Regions from separate parts of the Oryzias latipes genome. Here region 2 is linked to region 1. A link is a contact called in public Hi-C data. All regions are on one chromosome and are shown on one strand. The core of a region is the stretch at or near the end of the contact, and the rest is flanking DNA. Distances in the headings are between cores, read along the strand shown. Region 1 has its middle 43 kb from the start of pik3r1. Region 2 overlaps mast4 (microtubule-associated serine/threonine-protein kinase 4).

The links. A called contact is a pair of places that touch in the nucleus more often than the background predicts.
Region 2: a Hi-C map of embryo shows a contact between it and region 1, with 3 times the contacts expected there. The contact joins two enhancer-like sites. A contact is called at or near these places in 5 of 5 Hi-C or Micro-C datasets (embryo, fibroblasts and gastrula embryo).

What each region holds. Positions count from the first base shown.
Region 1 is chr12:4,153,729-4,159,684 of ASM223467v1, reverse strand. No RefSeq gene overlaps it. Among protein-coding and RNA genes, the nearest start is that of pik3r1, 43 kb to the left of the region's middle. Within about 2 kb of position 3,899, at least 1 of the 8 cell types and tissues checked has an H3K27ac peak or open chromatin away from gene starts, as enhancers often do. A contact at or near this core is called in embryo, where this site is marked.
Region 2 is chr12:4,255,935-4,261,381 of ASM223467v1, reverse strand. mast4 (microtubule-associated serine/threonine-protein kinase 4) reads left to right here. Exons shown (of 29, transcript XM_023960995.1): 25 at 163-389; 26 at 1,371-1,493; 27 at 2,331-2,467; 28 at 3,172-3,356; 29 at 3,473-5,447. Among protein-coding and RNA genes, the nearest start is that of pik3r1, 59 kb to the right of the region's middle. Within about 2 kb of position 4,146, at least 1 of the 8 cell types and tissues checked has an H3K27ac peak or open chromatin away from gene starts, as enhancers often do. A contact at or near this core is called in embryo, where this site is marked.

The sequences.
Region 1 (5,956 bases), core at 2,650-5,149:
CCCCAGGGTTCAATTTTGGGTCCAATACTTTTTTATTTATATACGTTGCCTCTTGGGGATGTCATCAGGAGACATGGCATTGACTTTCACAGCTTTGCTGATGATACACAGCTTTACATCACCGTGTCTCCTGATGACCTTGAACCTGTTAACTCTTTTCACCCTTGTGCTATCTTAGATGACCCCACCCTTACATTGACATGTTCTCCCTACCATGACAAAGGTGGATAAAGGTGGAAAGATTCCATGTAATCCATGGACACCAGTGAGGATCATAAATCATTGAAGAAAAATGGTTCAGAGCACTGTCTAGTGGGTCTAGATGACCCAACTCCCAATGTTAAAGTGCCCAGGAAAGCACAAGGGTTACACTGTATTTTAGATATAAAGTCATGGATGGCAGAAAACTTCTTACAGCTCAACCAGGACAAAACTGAAGTTTTAATCATTGGTCCTGAAGACAAGAGAGAGATGGTTTTACCCAAACTTAGGAATTTTAAACCCTCTCAGTGTGTGAGAAACCTCAGCGTTCTTTTTGACTCTGAGCGGAGTTTTATTCCTCACATCAGAAATGTTGTGAAAACAGGATTTTATCATATTAAAAACATTGCCAGAGTCCGCCCGTTCCTCTCTCTTGCCAGCATAGGGGTGCTGATGCATGCTTTTATTTTTAGTCGTTTAGATTATTGTAATGCCCGGCTCTCTGGTTTACCAAAAAAGTCGATCTCAAATCTACAACTATTGCAGAACTCGGCGACACGAGTTCTGACAAGGCCAGGGGATGGGAACACATTACACCGGTTTTAAAATCGCTGCATTGGCTCCCTGTGCGTTTCAGGATTGATTTTAAAATTCTTTTAATGGTTTATAAATGTTTTAATGGTATCTTATTTAAATTATATTATTTTAAAATAAGAGCCCTCGCGGACCCTGAGGTCTTCTGGCACTGGCCTCCTAGTTGTTCCTAAGGTGAGGACCAAAACACAAGTTGATGCCTCATTCCTCCATTACGGTCCTCACCTGTGGAACAGCCTCCCAGAGAACCTCAGAGACTGTGGCGGTTTTTAAGAAGAGGCTGAAGACCCACCTTTTTAGTAGGGCTTTTACTTGACTTTAGTAATTGCTTATGTTTTTTATTATTTATCTATTTATTAATTAATCTTTTTTTAGGACTATTATTATTATTATCTTTATGTTTTTAATATTCTACTATTTTTATTGACATCAAATTATGATATTTAAGGTTATGTTTTATTCATTTTACGTATTTTATTTTTTAATTACTGATATTGTTATATCTTATTTTATTTTTTATTGTTATTTTAATATAATTTTTATTCTGATGATTTTTACTCCAGTTTTTTCCTCTTGGGGATCCATTGTTCTGGGGCACTACCGGCTCTGCCTGTAGGGGGTGCTGTTACTGTGGTGCCCATTCTCATTGGGCTGGCTGGGGTCCCGCTCTATGGTCTAATAGCCATGGAGTGGGCCCTAGGCTACTCTGTGTTGGGTGGGAACTGTGGTAATGACCCCCCTGGTCGGGCTGGGCCTTGGAATAAATGGATCCCCATGATATTGTTTCCTCCCAGAAGTACCAAGCCAGACCTTCTTTTAACTGCAGTTCTTTGTTTGTTCAGGGTTCTACTGGGGGAACTGGGTGGGTGGAGGGAGGAATCTGGTGAGGGAGGGGTCCCATCTGTGTGTGATTTTCCTGTGTTTTTAATAATTTTCATTTTTATAATTATTTTATCTGCTTTTATGTTAAGCGCTTTGTATTTTTAACTGAAATGAAAGGCGCTATATAAATAAATAAAGTTTAGTTTAGTAAACAAAGGGAAGGCTTCATTTAGGCCAACGTGGAGGCGAATTTCTGATTAAATACTGCCGCTCTGCAGAAACTATGTTCTAGAAAACTGTTGTTTTTTTAAATTTTGGGCTAAAAAGGGCATAATCATTATTAAAGAGCACTGGGAGCTCAATAATTTTTTTTGACATGCCAAATAAATAAACCTAATAAATATCACTTTTTATGAATCCACTGTGTTCAGAAAATGAAAACTTGGATTAGTTATTTAAAAAACATTGCATACATTGTGTACAGATGAACAAATCATTCCAACACAATGCATTGTGGTCTATATTTGTCAATCTGGTGAGCATCGATGCACACTAGTTTTCCACAGAGACTTCTGGGAAATTTACAGGGCACTGGTCTAATTGCCCTCCCTGCACTAGAGGGAGGGAATTCGGACTCAACCAATTTGTTGTGATTTTAACAATCCTTAAATATATCCTTATTTTAATGACTGAAGGGCTTTTTAGTTAGCTGCTAATTGATTATAATTTGTTTTAAATGACTGAATGATGTACTTTTTTATTTATTTTTCAGTTGTAAATTTATTACACACAATGATTTGTGATCTTCACTGGTGTCCATGGATTACATGAAGTCTTTCCACCTTTATCCACCTTTGTCATGGTAGGGAGAACACGTCAATGCAAGGGTGGGGTCATTTGGACCCCGTAGGATAGCACAAGGGTTTTAATGTATGAATGATGCACTGACCAAAGATAACTTTTTAAAATATCATTGTACCAATGACAAACAAATCTTACTACAAAAAATATCCTGAAAATTATAACTAAAGACTTGTCAAGTAACTTGGAATTGTCACCAACTATTTGACTTGAGCTTCAATACAAAGACATCAACTACGTCGTACAAACCCTCACCCTTGAAGCCATAAACAGGATGGCCACATAGACTGAAGTTTGCTCCGCCCACTTTAGCTTTTCAAAATAAAATGATAAAAAGAAGTTTCCAGCTCAGTGGCCTTGTGGTAAATACCGTATCCACTCTTTACCTGGTAGGTTGTGAGCTTAAATCCAGGCCAAGTCATATCAAAGACCCAATGCCTTCCTGTTTGACACTCAGCTCTTAGGGGTTGGATTGGAGAGTCAAACCACCAAATAGTTTTCAGCTCTGGAAAAATCAAAACAGCTAATTAAAATACATTTATTTTCTTATTCATAATTTTTACGAGTATGCATCCGCATATTTTGATCTTAGGATTTGTCAAAAGCACACAGACTGGATGATTTTTTTAAGGGGGACAATAAAAGGCGTATTTTAAACTTGAAAGTCAAACCAAAACTAACCTTCTACGTAGTACAAAACCCAACTAACGTCAATCTAAAAGACTACTAGGAGCTGCTGTAAGAACAAGTCCGGGCACAAAACGGGCCATTAACCCTTGTGCTATCCTATGACCCCACCCTTACATTGCCGTGTTCTCCCTACCATGACAAAGGTGGAAAAAGGTGGAAAGATTTCATGTAATCCATGGACACCAGTAAAGATCACAAATCAATGAAGAAAAAAGGTTCAGCGCACTGTCTAGTGGGTCTAGATGACCCAACTCCCAATGTTAAAATGCCTAGGATAGCACAAGGGTTGCACAGACATTGAACCTGGCCTTCTGTGTTGTCCTCAATGCTTTCACACAAGCGAGGCCCATCAGTGATTAACCTGGACTTTCAGTAGCACCCAAGAAATGGAAGTAACGCTGCCTATAAAGGACCTGCAAACACTGGGGCTGAGGCCAGAGACTTTCAGCACCTCCTCATCCAGCAAGCCTGTCTGTATGTGATCTCCAGTAGCTGCAGCAGTGGAGGAAATGCGCTAAGAAATAAAAGCCGAAGGAAAACCTGAGCTGATCAAAAATGGGCACCTCACTGGAATGACAGCTCATTAGATTCATGTTTAGCCATCACAACACAGATGGGGATTATCAAACATCTCAAAAGTCAAAGGTCACAGAGGAGCTGACCTCTGGGTTTGAATGCAAGCAGATTCATTGTGATGCTAATCCTGTTTTATCCAGTTGGACCTTAAAATAAACCCAGCGCTCTGAAGAATGAGCCGTAATCCCCATCACCAAGCCTGTGCGCTCCCGTTCTGAGCTGGGGTGTTATGTCACTGCGGTCAAAGCTGCAGCCGTAAAACCATCAGCACATCACATAGACGGGGAGCTAGAGCAGGTGCTGCAGATCTCATAAAGGGATTTTCAGAAATGATTTGAAATGTTTATGAAAATCCTGTAAAAAAAAATAAAAATAGAAGAGTGTTATTGCAAACAATAAGTCGTGTGTAGGAACAATCACAGGAATTAAAGTCAATGTCCAGTGCAAACAAAGGATGATGCAGAGGATCAGGGCGCTTGGCGAATTAAAGTCTTCTTTCTTCTTTCTCTTTCGGCTTTTCCCATCAGGGGTCGCCACAGCGAATCATCCTTTTCCACCTCACTCTATCATGGACATCTTCTACCCTAACATTAGCCAACTTCATGTCCTCTGTTAAGACATCCATGTATCTCCTCTTTGGCCGTCCTCTTGCCCTCCTGCCAGGCAGCTCCATCTCCAACATCCTTCTACCAATATATCCACTATCCCTCCTCTGAACATGTCCAAACCATCTCAGTCTGGCTTCTCTGACTTTGTCGCTGACACAGGCAACATGAGCCGTCCCTCTGATGTACTCGTTCCTTATCCTGTCTAACCTGGTCACTCCTAAGGAGAACCTCAACATCTTCATCTCCGCTACCTCCATCTCAGCCTCTTGTCTCTGTCTCACTGCTACCGTCTCTAACCCATAGAGCAGAGCTGGTCTCACCACTGTCTTGTACACCTTTCCTTTGAGTCTTGCTGGCACTCTTCTGTCACACAACACTCCTGACACTTTCCTCCAACCGCTCCAACCTGCCTGCACTCGCCTCTTCACCTCTTTTCCACACTCCCCATCACACTGAACTGTTGACCCCAAGTACTTAAACTCCTGCACCTTCTTCACCTCAGTCCCCTGTAACCTAACGCTTCTACCTTGATCCCTCTCGTTCAGACACATGTATTCTGTCTTACTACGACTGACCTTCATACCTCTTCTTTCCAGAGCAAACCTCCACCTCTCTAGCTGTTCCTCCACCTGCTCTCTACTCTCACTGCAAATTACAATGTCATCCGCAAACATCATTGTCCAGGGAGATTCCTGTCTTACCTCGTCTGTCAGCCTGTCCATCAGCATAGCAAACAAAAAAGGACTCAAAGCTGATCCTTGGTGTAGTCCCACCTCCACCTTGAACTCCTCTGTCTGACCTACAGCACATCTCACCACCGTCATACTTCTCTCATACATGTCCTGAACTACTCTGACATACTTCTCTGCCACTCCAGACGACCTCATACAGTACCACAGCTCCTCCCTCGGCACCCTGTCATACGCCTTCTCTAAATCTACGAACACACAATGCAGCTCCTTCTGACCTTCTCTGTACTTTTCCATCAACATTCTCAAAGCAAAAATGGCATCAGTGGTGCTCTTACGGGGCATGAAACCATACTGCTGCTCACAAATCTCCACCTTCTTCCTAAGCCTGGCTTCCACTACTCTTTCCCACAGCTTCATTGTGTGGCTCATCAACTTTATTCCTCTATAGTTGCTGCAGTTCTGCGTGTCACCCTTGTTCTTAAAGATTGGGACCAGAACGCTTCTCCTCCATTCCTCAGGCATCTTCTCACTCTCTAAAATCCTATTGAACAACCTTGTTAGAAATTCCACTGCTGTCTCTCCTAGGCACTTCCATACCTCCACAGGTACGTCATCAGGACCAACGGCCTTTCCGCTCTTCATCCTTTTCAGAGCCTTCCTAACCTCATCCTTTCCAATCTCTGCTACTTCCTGCTCCACAACAACCACATCTTCCTCCCTTCTTTCCCTGTCATTTTCCTCGTTCATCAGCTCCTCAAAATACTCCTTCCATCTTTTCTGTACACTCTCCTGGGTTGTTAGCACCTTTCCATCTCTGTCCTTAATCACCCTTATCTGTTGCACGTCCTTCCCATCTCTGTCTCTCTGTCTGGCTAGCCTGTACAAGTCCTTCTCTCCTTCCTTTGTGTCTAA
Region 2 (5,447 bases), core at 2,897-5,396, 100 kb before region 1:
AATTTCAGAACTTTTTTGTGGACCACAAGTCAAAAAGTTTGCCCACCTTTGGTTTAGAGTTTTCTGGGAGCTCCGCCCTCAAAGCAGTCGTCATGGGGGGTAAAGAGGGATGGAATCCATCATAGGATCTGCTCAGCTGGTGGTTGTTTCTCCTCCTTCCAGATATCTTCGGCGTGTCCCCTCTGGCCAGCCCCCTGTCTCCGTACTCCCTCTCCTCCGACCCGTCCTCCAGAGACTCGTCTCCGAGCAGAGACTCCTCCCTCTTCAGCGCCATCCCGCGCCAGCCCGTCGTCATCCACAGCTCGGGGAAGAAGTTCGGCTTCACGCTGAGGGCCATCCGGGTCTACGCCTGTGACGGCGACATGTACACCGTGTACCACATGGTCTGGGTGAGGAGCCGATGAAGGGGGTGAAGCTCATCCGCTCAGATCCCTAAAGGATCTCCGAGTGGAGTCGCTGCTGCAGAGATTTCATCTGTTTGTGGGAAAATTCATCCGCCTGTTAGGATCAAAAAGGAGACGGAAGAGAAAAGATCTCTGCTCAGGAGGTTTCTCCTAATGCAGCCCAGAGCTTCTAAATTAATCTGAGATTAAGGATAAATGAATTAAAAAACACATTTTCATTTAAAAATCAGTTATTATTTCTGAATAAAGCTAATTTATTAAATCTGAAGAAATAATCAAGGCGGAAATGTTGTTTTCTTTAATTTCCTGTTAGTTTTTAACTTTAGAGATGGCCACAAATGTGTAAATATGACACATGTATATGTTTAGTATACTTTAAATGTATACTAAATATCACTATGAGTTATATGATTTCTTGTTGATCCTTCATTTATACCAGGAAAAAGAAACTTATAGAAGAAAACCTCCATAAAACATTCTGACTTTGCAAATACATCCTCTGTAGAGGACTTTTCTAAACCTTAGTATCTCCAAACCAGTGCACACAAGTGAATAAAATCCATTTAGAGAATATTTGGAGCTTTTCAAGGATACTAAACGTGAAGGGGCGGGGCTCTGGGAATCATTAATAAACAATTAAAATGGCAGTATTGGATCTGAGGGGCCATCACTGATATTTAAAGAAGCAGATGATTTCTGATGATAATCTTCGTCAATAAAGATCCATTATCATACGGCGGCTCCTCTGTAGCTCCGCCTCTGGTTGAGATTAAGACGCTGACCGATGAAAATCGTGAAAATAACAAAGTTCTTTAGAAATCGGATGCATTTTCTGTAAATATTTTTGATGAAATCAGCAGAAAGGTTCAGGAGGAATGTTGATCTTTTTTTTTTTTTTATCCAGTCCTGATTTGAAATCAGGAATTGCAAATCTAAAGATCAACATGCGATGCTTTTGTGTGTCAGAATGTGGAGGAAGGCGGGCCGGCGCAGAAAGCGGGACTGAAGGCCGGAGACCTCATCACCCACGTGAACGGAGAAACGGTCCACGGTCTGGTCCACACTGAAGTGGTGGAGCTCCTGCTGAAGGTAACCAGACCAGACTGTGCTGGAGCGTCGTTTCGGATGTCTTTACAGCTTAAACAGTTTCTTACTTCAGAAAGAATTTATGGCCAAGTTTTGCTGAACGTTTTTTTCAACATTAATGACTGATTTTCAGTGATAGAATCGTGTTTACATGGAGAATAAGAACAGAAAACGTGCAACTGCACTGCCAAAACGAGCCCTGGAGAAATATGTCAGAAATTCCTTAAATTTAAAGTTTTCCATGAAAAACAAAACAACGGTGTGAGAAAAACCGTATTTAAAAAAAATACAAGTTAGTACAATATGTTTTCTTAAAGACCCACTCAGATGAAAATTGTGTTTTTAAAATTTTTTTGCCTCATTTTTTTCTAAAGGTTTAAGACAATTATGAAACTTAAAATTGTATTCTGAGTATTTCTTTATCCAAATCATTGTCAACCTGGAGTAATGTTATGTTGGGGGTGTGAGGAGCTGTAAACTAGCGGGGAGAGTGTGTAAGCAGACGGGTGATGGGAAAAGGGGCGGGCTTACTCCCCATCAACAGTGCCACTCACAAGTCAAAGACGAATCTCTAATTCTCTCTGATGAAAGTTTTTGGACAAAACTGCAGGGTTTTTTTTCTTGTCTAAAAACGGTGCAATCATGATTAAAATAGCGCTGGGAACGCTTTTACAAAAGTTTAAAAAAATGATCCGAGTGGGACTTTAAACTGAGATTATTTTCTAAGATGATCCTTTTTCTGTCAAGACAGAAAATGAGACAATTTTTCTTGTAAAAACGGTCTTTCTACTTTCTAAATATTCAGCCCAAATATGAACACGAAAACTGTGTTTCTCTCAGAGCGGCAGCAAAGTGGCCATCTCCACCACCCCCTTTGAGAACACGTCCATAAAAACCGGCCCGGCCCGGAGGAACAGCTACAGGAGCAAGATGGTGAGGTGTGGAAAGAAGCCCAAGAAGGAGAAGACGCCGGAGAGGTAAATGTTTTGTTACACGCACAACAAAAATTCCAGAATGTTTCATTTCCGTCGTGAATACAGAAAATTAAGTAGCAACACACAATGCAATCATTTATATGCAAGTTAGAAAATTACATATAAACTCTGATTCTCTGGATTTGGAGAAAAAATGTAAAAATAACCTGATTTGTTCAAAATGATCAGGTTTAAGTGGAAACGTGACCTTCAAAAATGAAAATTCAGCACGAGGAGGAATGGAGTTTTTCCCATGAAATAATTGATTTCTCAGATTTTATTTAAAAAAATTTAAATATTAAGTCGTCATCGTCGTCGAAAAACAGCAAATCGTTTGTGAGGCAAAAAATGTAGAATCTGAATTTTTCTCTTTTTGTCTTATGCTTCTTTTTTCATCTGTTAGAAAGATTATTTAAAGTTTTGAATGTTTTTTGCAGAAACACTAAAGAAACATGAAAAATGTTCAAGTTAGCTTGTGTTTTGGTTTATGTTTAATTACATTTCTTTTTTATATATTCATTTTTTCATTGTGTTTTGGTTTCCTGCATTTTATTTTAATATTATATTAATGCCAATTTTTTTTCTTCTTATTTGATTTGTTGATGTGCTCAGGGCAACCTCAGGCGCTTTTCTCCTGTCGTCCAGTAGGGGGCAGACACGCGCTGACATGTGATCCTGGTTTCTGTGTTTCTGTCCTGCGGTTTCAGGCGGCGTTCTCTTTTCAGGCGCTTCGCGATGCAGCCGTCTCCTCTGCTGCACACCAGCCGCAGTTTCTCCTCCCTCAACCACTCCCTTTCCTCCGGTGAGAGTCTCCCTGGCTCCCCCACCCACAGCCTCTCCCCTCGCTCCCCCACCGCCGCCCTCCGCCCCTCACCAGACTTCACCCAGTCAGGTGGAGATTTTATCTTCTCGTGATAAAATCTGATCCAGAAATCTTTCACAGAGCTTCTTGTGCGGCTGTTAATTACTTTTTTTCTTTATTCTTTTTCTTTCTCCGTCTTCCCGCAGGGGGGAACTCGTCGCAGAGCAGCTCCCCCAGCTCCAGCGCCCCCAACTCCCCCGCGGGCTCGGGCCACATCCGGCCCAGCACCCTGCACGGCCTGGGCCCCAAGCTGCCGGGTCAGAGGCTCCGGCAGGGCCGCCGCAAGTCCGTCAGCGGCATCCCCCTCTCCCCTCTGGCCCGGACGCCCTCCCCCACCCCCCAGCCCACGTCTCCACAGCGCCCCCCCTCCCCGCTCTTCAGCGGACACACCGTGGCCATCTCCAAGACGACCCCGGCCTTCCCGGCCAATATCCACTCCCCCCCGACGATTGTGCGCCACATCGTCTGCCCCAAAAGTGCGGAGCCGCCCCGCTCCCCCCTCCTGAAGCGAGTCCAGTCTGAGGAGAAGCTGGGCCCCTCCTACACAGGGGACAAGAAGCACCTCTGCCCCCGCAAGCACAGCCTGGAGGTGACTCAGGAGGAGGTGCAGGACGAGGAGCTGAACGACCACAGCGCTGACGAGACGTCCAGCGAGACGCTGCCCGTCTCGCGCCTACGGCCCGTCGAGCAGGGCTGCCTGAAGCGGCCCCCCAGCCGGAAGATGGGCCGGCAGGAGTCCGTGGAGGAGCTGGACAAGGAGAAGCTTAAGTGTAAGATGGTGGCGAAGAGACAGGACTGGTCTGAGAGGAGAGAGTCCCTGCAGAAGCAGGACGCCCTGCTCGACTGCGACGCACTGCCCCCCTGTGGCGAGGATAGGAGCGACGCCTTTCTGTTCCGAAGCAAAGCCAAATCCCAGAACGTCCCAGAACTGAGCCCAGCAGACGCCAAAGCAGCCGGTCCAACCCTGAAGGACGTGCTGTACAAAAAGCTGTCCTCGCGAGTGTCTGAGGGCATCTCCGAGGCTTCCAGCAGCAGCAGCTGCGACAGTGACGGCGCCCCCGCCCACCCCCGACAGGTTAAGGACACTCTGAAACCCGAGCGGCTGGACTTCAAAGCCCCCAACATGGAGTTCACCAGGAAGAGGCTGTCCTTCGAGGAGCGGGACGACTGCATGTGTCGACTGTCGCCCGGCCTCCACGAGAACCTCCACTTCGGCTCCATGAGGTCCAAGAGCCTGCAGCTGGATGAGCACCTGAAGGGGGGGGCGCACCCCAGCCCCGAAGGTCTGAGTCCCAAGCTCTACTCTGGGAGGGGGGAGAGCGCCGTGGAGAAGCTGCAGCTCATCTCGTCTGCAGAGTCGCAGCTCAGAAAGACGTCGTCCGACTACAAACTGGAGGGGCGCCACGTCTCCTCGCTCAAACCTCTTGAAGGAACTCTGGACATCGGCCTCCTTTCAGGTCCCAGAGTTTCCAAAGCGGAAACTTTTTTCCCCAAAGTGACGGACAACGCGGGCGACGGCGCCGCTGCAACCTCCCCCGTCCGGCTCCACAGCCCGACAGAGCGACAGAAGAGCCTCGCCTCCCTGAGGAACGCGGACAGGATGAAGAGCCCGCTGACCGCCTGCCTCGGCGCCGAGGTCGCATCTTCAGGAAACGGCTCGGCGGTTTCCAGGGAAACGGCGGGAGCAGCAGAGGGAAAAAGCTTTTCTGAGAAATCACAACCCAGAGAACAGTCACAGGCTCCGCCCTGCAAACCCGAGGCCTTCGCCGTCAAACAGGAGAGCAGGAGCGGCACCAAGGCTGAGCACAGAGCCCCACGGCACGCCTCTCACTTCTCCACCTGCGGAAGAACTCCCTCCATACGGGAAGTGAGTAACGAGGACCAGGAAGAGGAGGCGGAGCAACAGGAGGAAGAGGTCAGAGCAACACCGACGTCAAAACACAGCAAAACTGAGGAGTCGTTGAGTTCTGCAAAGCTGGAGGCGACTGCGGCTGCAGCTGATCCATCACCTGAATCCGCTCTGGATGCAGGACAGCCCCCCAGCTGCGAGGGGGCAGAACCTGCTGCTCAGAACCCAAGCAGAACCTTAGGTTCCAAAGTTCCAGAGCGATTGGTCGCTGC